Regions from separate parts of the Canis lupus genome. Here region 1 is linked to region 2. The links are chromatin contacts, called in public Hi-C maps. All regions are on one chromosome and are shown on one strand. Each heading gives the region's core, a stretch centred on a gene start, on an enhancer-like site or on the middle of the called end of the contact. The rest is flanking DNA. Distances are from core to core; before and after follow the strand shown. Region 1 overlaps TMEM217 (transmembrane protein 217). Region 2 holds the start of PPIL1 (peptidyl-prolyl cis-trans isomerase-like 1).

Region 1 (6,486 bases), core at 661-3,160, 300 kb before region 2:
TGTATCACTCTGCTTCTCTCATACTTTTTGGAAAGCACTTCCTCCTATTGGTCCATAACATAGTAAGAAGAATCCTCATTTAAGAAAGCTCCAGGATTTTTTTCCGTTTTAGGACTATTGACATTTTGGACTGGAAAATTCTGTCCTGTATGGAGCTGTTCCCTGCATTAGAGGATGCAGCAGCATCTGTGACCTCTACCCACTAGATAGTATCCCCTCACACGTGTGACAACCAAAAATATCTGCAGGTGTTGCCAAATGTTCCCTGGGAGGACAAAATTGCCCCCAATTGAGAACCACTATTTTATTATATATTTCTTTATTTTTATTTTTTTAGTAATCTCTACACCCAATGTAGGGCTCAAACCCAGGACCCTGAGATCAAGAGTCACACGCTCTTCCAACTGAGTCATCCAGGTGCCCCAAGAATCACTATTTAGAGCAATACACTCCCAGTGTTGAGAGCTAGTATGCCACTACTGTTAACTAAAGGAGAGCATCTTTTACTGAGAGCTCTTTACATTCAGTACCAGTCATTTTAATTCTTTTTTTAAAGAATTTATCTATTTATTTATTCATGAGAGAGAGGGAGCGAGAGAGAGAAAGAGACAGGCAGAGGGAGAAGCAGGCTCCATACAAGGGAGCCCGACGTGGGACTCGATCCCTGATCTCCAGGATCACGCCCTGGGCTGAAGGCGGCGCTAAACCGCTGAGCCACCCAGGCTGCCCGAGTCATTTTATTTTATTTTATTTTATTTTTAAGATTTATTTATTTATTCATTCAGAGAGAGAGAGAGAGAGAGAGGCAGAGACAGAAGCAGAGGGAGAAGCAGGCTCCACGCAGGAAGCCCGATGTGGGACTCGATCCCGGGTCTCCAGGATCACACCCCGGGCTGCAGGCGGCGCTAAACCGCTGCGCCACCAGGGCTACCCTGCCCGAGTCATTTTAATTCTAATGCTCCCATTTTACGGCTTGATGAAACTGAGACTCAAGGCACTTAAGTGATGTGACTGAGGTCGCATGGTAGCAAAAGCAGGATTTGATTCTAGATCATCTGACTATATATATATATATACACAACATCTTGGTTCCCTGAAGCACTCTTATCTTTACCAAGATAAAAAAGAGGGACCTCCTTTTAGGATATTTCTTTTTCATTCCAAATATGTTGGAGGTGAAGCCAAGGGACACATTTATTTTAATCCCACTCCTCCAAACCACGAGCATAGTGACTGTAGCTCACTTTTACCAAACACATAGTAAGTGCCCGGTGCTATTCTAATAATTCACTCAATTCTTCCCACCGCCCTGCGAGTACCAGATTTGGACGCAGGCCAGTACCTAAAATGACCACCAGATGGCAGTCAGCAATAAGCTTTTGATTAGTGCTGTTTGCCTTCCCGACCAGATCCTCTAGGGGCGGCTGATGAGGGATTTAGGGAGCCTGGAGCTGATTGATGACTGAGGACTCATAGTGTGCGTCGCCGCCCGAGTCTCACAAGGCGTGCATTGTCTGGTACCAGAAACAAAAAATAAAACATGAGCTGACTTCTGACTCTAATCCCCCATCTCAGCTGGGGTGGCATGGTGGGGACCTGGCTGACTGGAGACCCATGTGCAGAAGAGGTGGAGAGGGACACAGAATCCCAAGAATCAGCTAAGAGTTACCTGATGCCAGGAAGCTTAAGAGGATCAGATAAAGGCTGTGCGCCCCTCTACACTAGGACTCCTCAAAGTGTGGCCTGTCGGCCTCCCCATCCCAGCTTCCCATTCTCTTGAGAACCCATTCCAGTCCACCAAGTCTGCTCTTGGTAAGGCGGTCTCCACACTGCCCAATCCTGAGCTCAGCTTTCTCCTGCCATGCTGCTCCATGGCTGTTGACCAACTAACTGATCCTTCCCTGACCTGCAAACAGCGCTCTCTCTTGGCCTGTAGGACTCAAAGGCCATCCCTCTGCATTCGCCACCTGCCTTGTTGGCCCTCCTCATCTCCCTGACATCCAGACATCAGAAGTGCTCCCTGTCATCCCACTGATCTCCTTCCTAACTGCTCTCCTCCCTCCCTCTGCTCCAGCCACACTGGCCTCCTTGCAGTTCCTCCTCCACACCCAGTATATGCCAGCCCTGGGGCCTTTGCACGCGTTGTTTCTTTAGCCTGGAATGGTCTCACTCCAGGTATCCACTGGCTTCCTCTCGTTTCCTTCAGATGTCTGCTCAAAAGTCACTGGAGAGGCTTTTCCTACCAATTTATGTGAACCCAACCCCTCCCCATGCCCTCCCTCTGTAACCCACTTAGCCTGCTTTATTTTTTTTTCATAACGCATATCACCTGACTTACTCCATACAATTATTACCTCCTCTACCCCCCAAAATACGAGCACCATATTTTCTTTATTGCTGTCTTCCCAGCAGCTAGAACAATACCCGGCACATAGCATGTGCTTGATAAATATTTGTGGAATGAATAGACACAGACTCTCCACAGAATAGAATGAAGGACTGTTGACTGTTTTCCACCAGGTGGTTATGGTACACAGACTGGTGAGGGCCAATGTCTTTCTGCTCTTCAGCCTCCCTTCCTTCTCCCTTCTTCTCTTACTCACTTCTGAAGTCAGCAGATCATTACAGGTGGAAATATTCACAAGGGGTACAATTTCAGCTTCCTTGTCCCTCCCTCCCTTCCTTAACTCTCTTTCCCTGCACCAGCTGCTGACACTAGACATACCACCTCGTTTCCTGGCTCCACCTCATCAAGCTTAAAACCAACCTTTCGAAGAGTGCAGGTGCCCCCGAGAAGGGCATATTCCCAGAGCTGTCACCACCTAACCCTCCCCTCCAGCCCCATGAAGGTCTCTGCCCTTCCGGCCTCCCTTGCTTCACTAGGTTTGCTGAGTGTCTACTGTGTAGCAGGGCCTGAGCCTGAGGAATATCCTAGAAAGTAAGACACAGCCTGCATTTCAAGAAGTGCCCAGCCTAGGGAGGGCTGAGTCACTCAGGGCCATTGGGCCCATATGATGGGTGCTGAGGGAAGCACTGGGGGCCATAGGAGGAGTCTCTTGGAGATTGGAGAGCAGGGAAGTCTTCCTGGAGGAGGAGACCTGTACACTGTAGCTGGAAGAGGCCCGAGAAGGGAGGAGAGAAAACAGAGAGGTGACAGCCTGAGAAGGTGCAGATACCCCTGGAGTTACCTCGGGGTGAAGGAAGAAGATCTGTGTGGGGGATGATAGTGTCAAGAGGAAGCAAGCAGACACGTACTTCCCCAGAGAGAAGAGGGTCTCCCCTTTTCCCACGGTCTCTGCTGGCTGCTCCCGGAAGGTGTTTGCTCTTCAGCACACAACCACGAAATATTTCTGGTCATCTTTCCCACCTCACTGCTGTCACCTGTACTTCCCAGTTTCCCCTAGCAGCCGAGTCTTTGGGGGGACAGAATTCGTTCTTGTTTACTTCTCCCTGCTGGTTTTAAGATGTGTCAAATGTTCCCATCTATTTTACTTCTTTTTTTCCCCAGGGCTTAGGTATCCATTCCCCCTGCTTCTTTTCCCCAAAAAATGCCCACATCAATTACTAATATCCTCAGCCCTTAAAGCCCCCCCCCTTTTTTTTAAGATTTTATTTATTTATTTGAGAGAGAGAGCACAAGAAGGGGGAGAGGCAGAGGCAGATACAGAGGGAGAAGCAGACTCCTTGCTAAGCAGGGAGCCTGATGTGGGGCTTGATCCCAGGACCCCAGGATTATGACCTGAGCCAAAGGCAGACACTTAACTGACTGAGCCCTCCCAGGTGCCGCTCGAAGCCCCTCTCTTTCCCTTTCTTTGGTCTCTCTCCACCATCAGTCTCTACATATGGTCTGATGCTTTGCTGTTTTTTTTAATCCATTTGCCCACCTGATAAAAGGTTAATGAAGGCCTCTGACGCCAGCCCCTGACTCTCAAGACAGCCTTTCACACAGGTTAGTTGCTCAGTGAGTGAGTGAAAAGAACCCTCCTAGGCTTGTTTTCCCATCCCTTCCATCCCCTCATCTGTTGTTAGTAAAATAGCAACTTTAAATGCTTAAATTTGGGGTGCCTGGCTGGCTCAGTCAGGGGAGCCTGTGACTCTTGATCTCAGGGTCATGAGTTCAAGCCCCACATGGGGTATGGAGATTACTTAAATGAATAAAACTTTTTTTTAAAAAAATGCTTACATTTCTTTTTCTAAATGAATTATGAATTTCTTCCCTGGACATAGGCTTTACAAATGCCTTCTGACCATATTAATCTTGTTGCACAAAGGCTTTCTAAGCATGTGTTTGTGCATGTGACTATGTGTGTTTGTGTATCTGTGTGTACATGCATATTTCTGCATCTGTATGACATGTTTGTGTGATTGTGGATATGTAAAAATCTGAGTCAAACAATTATCTGATGATTGTCAGAAATAACTTACTTTTTTTTTTTTTTTTTTTGGAGGGGGATGAGAGGGCAGAGAAAGAAGGAGACAGAGAATCTTAAGCAGACTCCACCCCCAGTGTGGAGCCCATGGAGAGGGGGATGATCTCACAACCCTGAGATCATGACTTGAGCCAAAATCAAGATTCAGCTGCTTCCTGTTGGTTAAGTGTCTGCCTTTGGCTCGGATCATGATCTCAGGGTCCTGGGATCTAGCTCCCTGTTGGGCTCCTTGCTCAGTGGGGAGCTTGCTTCTCTCTCTCCCCCTGCCCCTCCCCCTGCTTGTGCTCTCTCTCTTCTTTCCCAAATAAATAAATAAAATCTTAAAAAAAAAAAAAGTCAGCCGCTTATTGACTTAACTGACTAAGCTAGCCAGGCGCCCCAGAAATGACTTACATGTTAAAGATATAAAAAGGTTTGGGGCACCTGGCTGGCGAAGTTGATGGAGTGTGCGACTCTTGATCTTGGGATTGTGAGTTCAAGCCCCAAGCTGGGTGTAGATATTACTTTAAAAAATAAAACATAGGGATCCCTGGGTGGCGCAGCGGTTTAGCGCCTGCCTTTGGCCCAGGGCGCGATCCTGGAGACCCGGGATCGAATCCCATGTCGGGCTCCCTGCATGGAGCCTGCTTCACCCTCTGCCTATGTCTCTGCCTCTCTCTCTCTCACTGTGTGCCTATCATAAATAAATAAAAATTAAAAAATAAATTAGTATAATATAATAAAGATATAAAAAGGTCAAAAAATGCCAGGCTTTATTCTTTTCCAAAGTTTGCTTCTACCTACCATGGCTGTCTTTCCTCTTCAAAAATACATCCCAAAAGGGCCAACACTAGAAGACATCTTTTTTTTGAGCCATCCAGGTGGCCCTAGTTGAGATGGTTTTTTAAAGCATTCTTTGTACAATAACCACCCTCCTTCCTCACCTTTGGACATCATGGAACACACCCACCACGCTCCCTAAACATGTGCATTCATGCTTCCCCTCTCTCTCTTTTTCTTTATTTCATTTTTTCTTCTTTTTTTAATTTTTTTTAAAATTTTTTTATTTATGATAGTCACAGAGAGAGAGAGAGAGGCAGAGACACAGGCAGAGGGAGAAGCAGGCTCCATACAAGGAGCCAGAAGTGGGATTCGATCCCGGGTCTCCAGGATCGCGCCCTGGGCCAAAGGCAGGGGCTAAACCGCTGCGCCACCCAGGGATCCCCTCAGTTTTTCTTCTTTTATTCATTCATCGAAAGGCATGGCTTACCGACTGTATGTTGGGCGTTGTGGTAAGAAGCAAGGCAAAGGGCACCTGAGTAGCTCAGTCGGTTAAGTGTCTACCTTTGACTCAGGTTGTGATCCCAAAGTCCTGAGATCAAGTCCCACACCGACTGAACAAGGAACCTGCTTTCCCCTCTCCCTCTATCTGCCACTTCCCCTGCTTGCTCGCTCATTCTCTCTCTCTCTGTCAAATAAAAATAAATAATATCTTTTAAAAAAATAAATAAGGGGGACCTAAGTGGCTCAGTCAGTTAAGCATCTGCCTTTGGCTCAGATCATGATCCTGGGGTCCTGTCCCTCTCCCTCTGCCTCTCCACCTGCTTGTTCTCTCTCTGTCAAATAAATAAATAAAATCTTAAAAACAAATAAATAAAAATTAAAAGAAAATAAAATCATAAAAGAAAAGTGAGGCAAAAATAAAAAATGAGATGCAGTCCTGGCCCTGAATCAAGAAAGGGGACAAATGAGGAAGAGGAAGTAATTATGATATTATACAACAAATCAGGTAATGGAGGTAAGTGCAAAGTGTTATGTTATTTCTATTTCTCAGTGGTTCATTCAACCCATATATATTAAGCATATGCTCCACATCAGGTCCTGTTCTAGGTATTGGAGCTTCAGGGGAAAAGAAAACAGAGTTCCTACTCTCATGAAATTTGTGTTCTAAGGAGAGAAGGTTAATGAATGTGTAAGTATATCCAATAATTTCAGGGGCACCTGGCTTAGCCCAAAGAGTGTGTGGCTTTTTTTAAAGATTTTATTTACTGGCAGCCCCAGTGGCGCAGCGGTTTGG
Region 2 (5,981 bases), core at 3,206-5,705:
TGGTATTCATCACAGTTGTCCTTGATCCTCTCACTTCCTCCATAACTTTTTTTTTTAAGATTTTATTTATTTGGGATCCCTGGGTGGTGCAGCAGTTTGGCGCCTGCCTTTGGCCCAGGGCGCGATCCTGGAGACCCGGGATCGAATCCCACGTCGGGCTCCCGTTGCATGGAGCCTGCTTCTCCCTCTGCCTGTGTCTCTGCGCCTCTCTCTCTCTGTGACTATCATAAATAAATAAAATTTTGAAAAAAAAAAAAAGATTTTATTTATTTATTCATGAGAGACACAGAAAGAGGCAGAGCCATAGGCAGAGGGAGAGACGGGCTCTCCACAAAGAGCCCAACACAGGACTCAATCCCAGGACCCTGGGATCATGACCTGAGCCAAAGGGAGATGCTCAAATACTGAGACACCCAGGTTTCCCATCATTCCCTCCATGGCTTTAACCACCACCTATTAGTGATTCCCAAATCTCTTCTCCAGTCTTAAACTCTCCAGAACTCCAGACCCATCCATCTATCTACCAGACACAATGACCGAAATTTCCTGCTGTACCCCTCTATGTAATGTGTCCATAACTGACTTCTTATTGTCCCCCTGTAACTCATTTCTCCTACTATATTGTTTTGGAATTTATATCTGTTTTGGAACAGAAATACTAGTTCTCCAAATTTAAAACCCTCTTCCTTCTTCCTCACCACCAATGAACTGATCACTAAATCCTCAATTCCACCTCCTTTATGGTTCCCACATTCATCATCTCCTCTTTAGTCCTACATTAATGGCAGTGAAGGCCCTCAACATTCTCTCCATGGACCATCACAAAGATATACTTAATCTCTATACTATCCTCCTCTCCAATCCATCCTCTACTCTCCACAAATTGCTTTTCTGAAACACAAACTAGTTCATGTTACTTGTCTGTTTAAAGCAACTTCCCTGAGGGCGCCTGGGTGGCACAGCTGGTTAAGCATCTGACTTTTGATTTTGGCTTAGGTCAAGACCTCAGGTTTGTGAGATCAAGATCCAGATCAAGACCCAGCATAGAGTCTGTTTAAAATTCTCTCCAAAAAAATAAATAAATAAAAAAAAAAAAATAAAAAAAAATAAAAAAAAAAATAAAATTCTCTCCAGGGACGCCTGAGCCTGAGTAGCTCAGGGGTTGAGCCTCTGTCTGCAGCAGGGGGGGGGGGGGGGGGGGGGGGGGGATCCCAGGTCCCAGGAATCAAGTCCCCATCTGACTCCCTGCAAGGGGCCTGCTTCTCCCTCTATTGTCTCTGTGTCTCTCAAGAATAAATTAATGAAATCTTTAAAAAAAAATCCTCTCTCTTCCTCTCTAAAAAATAAATAAAGCAACTTCCTTGAATCCCCATGCCCTGCTGCAGAACAATTTAGCACCATGGGTTAAGCAAGCAATGGAGTTGGGAAAAGCTGGATAATTCCTTGATCTTCCATCTCCTCTAGCCATGAGACACAACTTAATCTAACCTCAGAGTTTTCATTATTTTATGAAACGAGGATAACTCTGTTTCCAACACTGTCATTAATGGATTACAAGATGATAAATGTAAAGCATTTGTCCCGATACCCAAATTTAATATTTAATAATATAAGATGAAGTCCAGATTACTTAGCATGGCCCTTTCCAACCTGGTCACTGATTACCTGTTCAGTCTCATTTCCCATTCCTTCCACACACATTTCACTGCCATATCATTACACATCTTTTTGCTTTTGCACAAATAATTTCCTCTGCCTAAAAAGTCTAGCTCCCGTGCTTTTCCAATGAATGAACTCCTTATTTCAGCCGCGATGTTTGTCCTTGGAACCTTAAACACAACCCTTATCATTCGGTATTATACCTATTTCCATGTCTCCTCACACTAAATTGTTTCTTGTGTTAAAAAGAAAATCAAAGGCCCAAAATGGTGTCCCTTAGCTTCAGTCAGTTAACCAAGACTTACCACCTAACCTAACTGCACTTTCAAAATCCCCTAAAACTTTAACCAATCAACATGGAATTTCTGGTCAGCTCTAGAGAATTTACTGATAGAACTCCTCCCATTCAGAGTGACTTTGCCTTTTAAAAAAAAAAGGGTCTTGGGGATCCCTGGGTGGCTCAGCGGTTTCGCACCTGCCTTCAGCCCAGGGCCTGATCCTGGAGTCCTGGGATCGAGTCCCATGTTGGGCTCCCTGCATGGAGCCTGCTTCTCTCTCTCTCTCTCTCTATCATAAATAAATAAAAATAAATCTTAAAAAAAAAAGGGGGGTCTTTATTCTACACTCTTATTTTTTTAAAAGATTTTATTTGTTTTTAGAGAGAGAGAGTGAATGAGGGGAGGGGCAAAGGGAGAATCTCAACTGAGCACCTCCCACCCCCCACCCCCCCCAACTAGGGCTCCATCTCACAACCAAGATCATGATCTAAGCTGGAATCAAGAGTTGGATGCTTAACCAATTGAGGTACTCAGGCACCCCTCCACTTTTTTTTTTAAGATTTTATTTATTTGAGAAAGACAGAGAAAGAGAGATAGCAAGAATAGGGGGGAGAGGGAGAAGCAGGCTACCCTGACAGGAGGCTCAACCCCAGGACCCCAGGATAATAACTGTAGCTCAAGGCAGACACTTAACTAACTGAGCCACCCAAACGCCCCCCACCAACCTTTTAAAGATTGTATTCTTTATTTGAGAGAGACAGAGATAGCGATGGAGACCCTCTCTACTTTTAAAAACCTTTCCTTTCCTGTAGCCCTAGAAGCTCCCCTCTACTTGCTAGATGGAATGCTGCCGGATTCATGAATTGAATAAAGCCAACTGTATCTTTAAAACTTACTCATTTGAATTTTTGTTATTTAACACGTGAAAGCAAGAGATAAATGGAATACATAACAACAGAAAAAACTAAGAACAGACATGGAAATTCACCTCAGGGAAAGGAAACCTAATCAATGTCTACTAAACAAATGCATAGGAAGGCTCCAAAGCGATCGTTCATTCCCAAACTATTCATTTTACCTCTTATTGTTCTTATTCTTAAAAATACATCAGCCTAAGGAGGCTTTAGATGAAAACTAAATGGAAGGTTTAGGAACCTCCCATTTAGACAATCTCTATGCTGTTCTAGGGCAGCTGTAAGAGGAACAGGGATTCAAACCAGGTCTTGAAAACTGTTTTGGGGGATCCCTGGGTGGCTCAGTGGTTTGGCGCCTGCCTTCAGCCCAGGGTGTGATCCTGGAGACCCGGGGTTGACTCCCACGTCGGGCTCCCTGCATGGAGCCTGTTTGTCCCTCTGCCTGTGTCTCTGCCCCTCTCTCTGTCTCTCATGAATAAATAAATAAAATCTTTAAAGAAAAAAAAAAAAGAAAACTGTTTTGGTCAAAAGCAGAAAGGGCCTGACGGGCAACAAAGGTATGCAAGCTGGCCTATGTGAACTGCAGTCAAAACTTCGATGTAGAAAAATTGTATTTGGGTTGTTCTTTGCAGAGAAATTGTGATAAACTCAAATGCACAATTTTATTAAGGGACAAATGCTCATAGAGCATTCCACCAAGGGAACAACCAAATGAGCAACCTTATTAAAAAGTCGGAGTAATATGTATCTGGAAGTAGTTCCTATTACAAAGTGATGACTGACTAATGTACTCGCAAATACCAAGGCTATGCAGGCTCTTAAGCAGGAGGTGTGCCAGCAGGGTTAATGATCTTAAAACACTATGGAACACTAGACAGGCGATTTTTCTGTACTAAAAGGTGATAACGAACCGCTCAACCGGTCAAACCAACTTTCTGGAATTCTAGATGCTACGCTATTATGTACCAAGTCCACACTTAAAATGTTTCCTCAAAAAATAAAAAATAAAAGATAAATTTCCTCAATAGGAAAAGATATGGGGGGGGGGGCGGGGAATCTATTCTCAGTATACCAAAAAAATTAGAGATCCGTCAGCAAGGCAGGGACATCGAGACTTGGCTGGCGCCAGTCGTGTTTCGGACACTGCTGTGACCGGCCCCGCCGAGCCAAGGAAAGCAAAGCCGTCTTGAAGGAGCCGACCCTGGCGGGGGGCTGGGGAGGAGTCGCCGGGGGGCCGTCAGTCTGCGAAACACCCGCGGCTCAGATACGGGGCTTGCGCAGGGGCAAGCGGCTGCGCGAGGATGTCACAGACGGGCGCGGCGGTGAGGCTGTCACACGGCGGCCGCCCCCCTCCCGGCCTCGGGCCCCAGTCACTCACATGCGGGGCCCGCGCCCCCTCGGGCTCCTCCCGCCTCGGGGACTGCAGCCGCCGGGCGAGGAGGGTAAACCGACTTCCTGCTTCCGGGGGCGTAACCCGGAAGTAACTCCCGCGCCACAGCCGAGGCCGCGCGCCCTCGGGTAGGTCTTTCTTCGTGCCCCGCGCTGCCGTCAGCAGCAGAACCCGCGACAGCGGCCGGGCGAACTCCCGCGAGATCTGGAGGGCACGGGTTCTGGCTCCCCCTGGCGTCAGACTCTTCTGGTGGGGCGGGTCAGTCCGTGCCCGGCGGGGTCTGTCCTCTTCCCGTTGTGGGACGGGCGTCGCAGCCGCGCTGATGCGCTGAACAAGCGTGTGCTGAGCCCCGCACTACCTGCCGGGCCCGATGTTGGGCATTAAGGGGTGGGCGTGGGAGGGACGGGTAATGGAGGGCAGGCCCTTAAAGCCTCTGGGCGCTCTTAGTCTAACGGCAGCAAACTCAAAAGAACACACCACCGCCTACTCGTGAGTATTTATTGAGGCTTACTCTGTGCCAGATATCACCAAGCCCTTCATATTCGTGAAACCAATTCAACAACCTTATATAAAGAGTCCCTGTAGGGCCAAGGGCAGACCACCCCAAGATGGGGCACTTTAGCATGGGGATTATTTTGAACTAAAAGCAGTCAAAACCCAGCAGTTGTAGGAAAACTTCTACCTCCCCTTCAACTGCCTGCCTGTACCAGCAAGAGAACTATTAACACAGATTACTTTTTACCTAAGAAATTTACAGGGCCACCTTTGTTTTCCAAACATCTCTCACCTTCTGCTAACAGAAGGGGGCCTTTCTCTTCTTTGTATGCCCAGACCCTGCCCCTCTGCTAGCTCAGGTTGTCTCAGATAAGCCTCCTGTTGGCTGTCTTTGGAATTGTGAGAGTGTGTGTGTGTTCCCTGTATGTATGAACCTAAATTTGATTTTCTCCTATTAATCTGTCGCAGGTCCATTTGATGCTTTGTCCAGCTGGAAGAATCTTGAAAGTGCAGAGGAAATCCTTCCTTCATACCCCACAACATTTATCTCATACCAGCCAAACTGAGGTTTATGGAAAGGTTGACTTGCTCAGGATTACACAGAGTGGTGGGGTCATGATTTGAACCCAGGCTCCTTATTTTGCCCTGTCTTTAGTGCCATGATCATAACTGCTTTTTACTAGAGATCAGCCATCAAAATGCTATGGGGTTTAGACCAACAAAGCTAACTACAAAGGCAGTGTGATACTGATGCAGGGATAAGCAAACTAATTAAGCAGAACAGAGAGACCAAAATGAGAACCACACATATATAGACACTTGCTTTATGACAAAGAGGTACAACAGAGAAGCAAGGAAAGGATAATACTTTCAATAAATAGTTCTGATAAATAAATAAAGGGTTTTGGGTCAGTTGTATATCCTTATAGGAAAAAATGAAACTTGACTCCAACTTCACACCATATACCAAAATAAATTCTATGTGCATTATTGCTCTACATGAGAAAAATAAAGTAATACAACTTTAGAGCAGCTCTTGTCCAATGCCATTGCCATGCAAGTGATTACTAAATACCTAAATGTGGCTAGTCAGAATTGAGACATTCTGTAAAAGATAAGATTGATACAGTGAACCACATTAAAATTAGCTACCACCTCTGATCACTAAAAGACACAATTAAGAGAACCAAGAAGACAACCTACAGATTGAGAGAAACCAACAAAGAGCTTGTGTCCAGGATACAT

Evidence for each region. Hi-C and Micro-C count contacts between places; a contact is called where the count stands out from the background.
Region 1: a Hi-C map of blood shows a contact between it and region 2, with 1.8 times the contacts expected there. The contact joins the enhancer-like site here to the promoter of PPIL1 in region 2. A contact is called at or near these places in 2 of 9 Hi-C or Micro-C datasets (both in blood).

Annotation. Positions count from the first base shown.
Region 1 is chr12:6,418,890-6,425,375 of UU_Cfam_GSD_1.0, reverse strand. It overlaps TMEM217 (transmembrane protein 217), which reads left to right. Exons shown (of 2, transcript XM_038553914.1): 2 at 1-641. Among named protein-coding and RNA genes, the nearest start is that of PIM1, 27 kb to the right of the region's middle. Within about 2 kb of position 1,910, at least 4 of the 20 cell types and tissues checked have an H3K27ac peak or open chromatin away from gene starts, as enhancers often do. A contact at or near this core is called in blood, where this site is marked.
Region 2 is chr12:6,122,266-6,128,246 of UU_Cfam_GSD_1.0, reverse strand. PPIL1 (peptidyl-prolyl cis-trans isomerase-like 1) reads left to right here and starts at 4,455. Exons shown (of 6, transcript XM_038553902.1): 1 at 4,455-4,730; 2 at 5,205-5,981. It overlaps C12H6orf89 (bombesin receptor-activated protein C6orf89 homolog), which reads right to left and starts at 4,381. Exons shown (of 9, transcript XM_038553899.1): 1 at 4,230-4,381. The coding sequence starts at 4,231.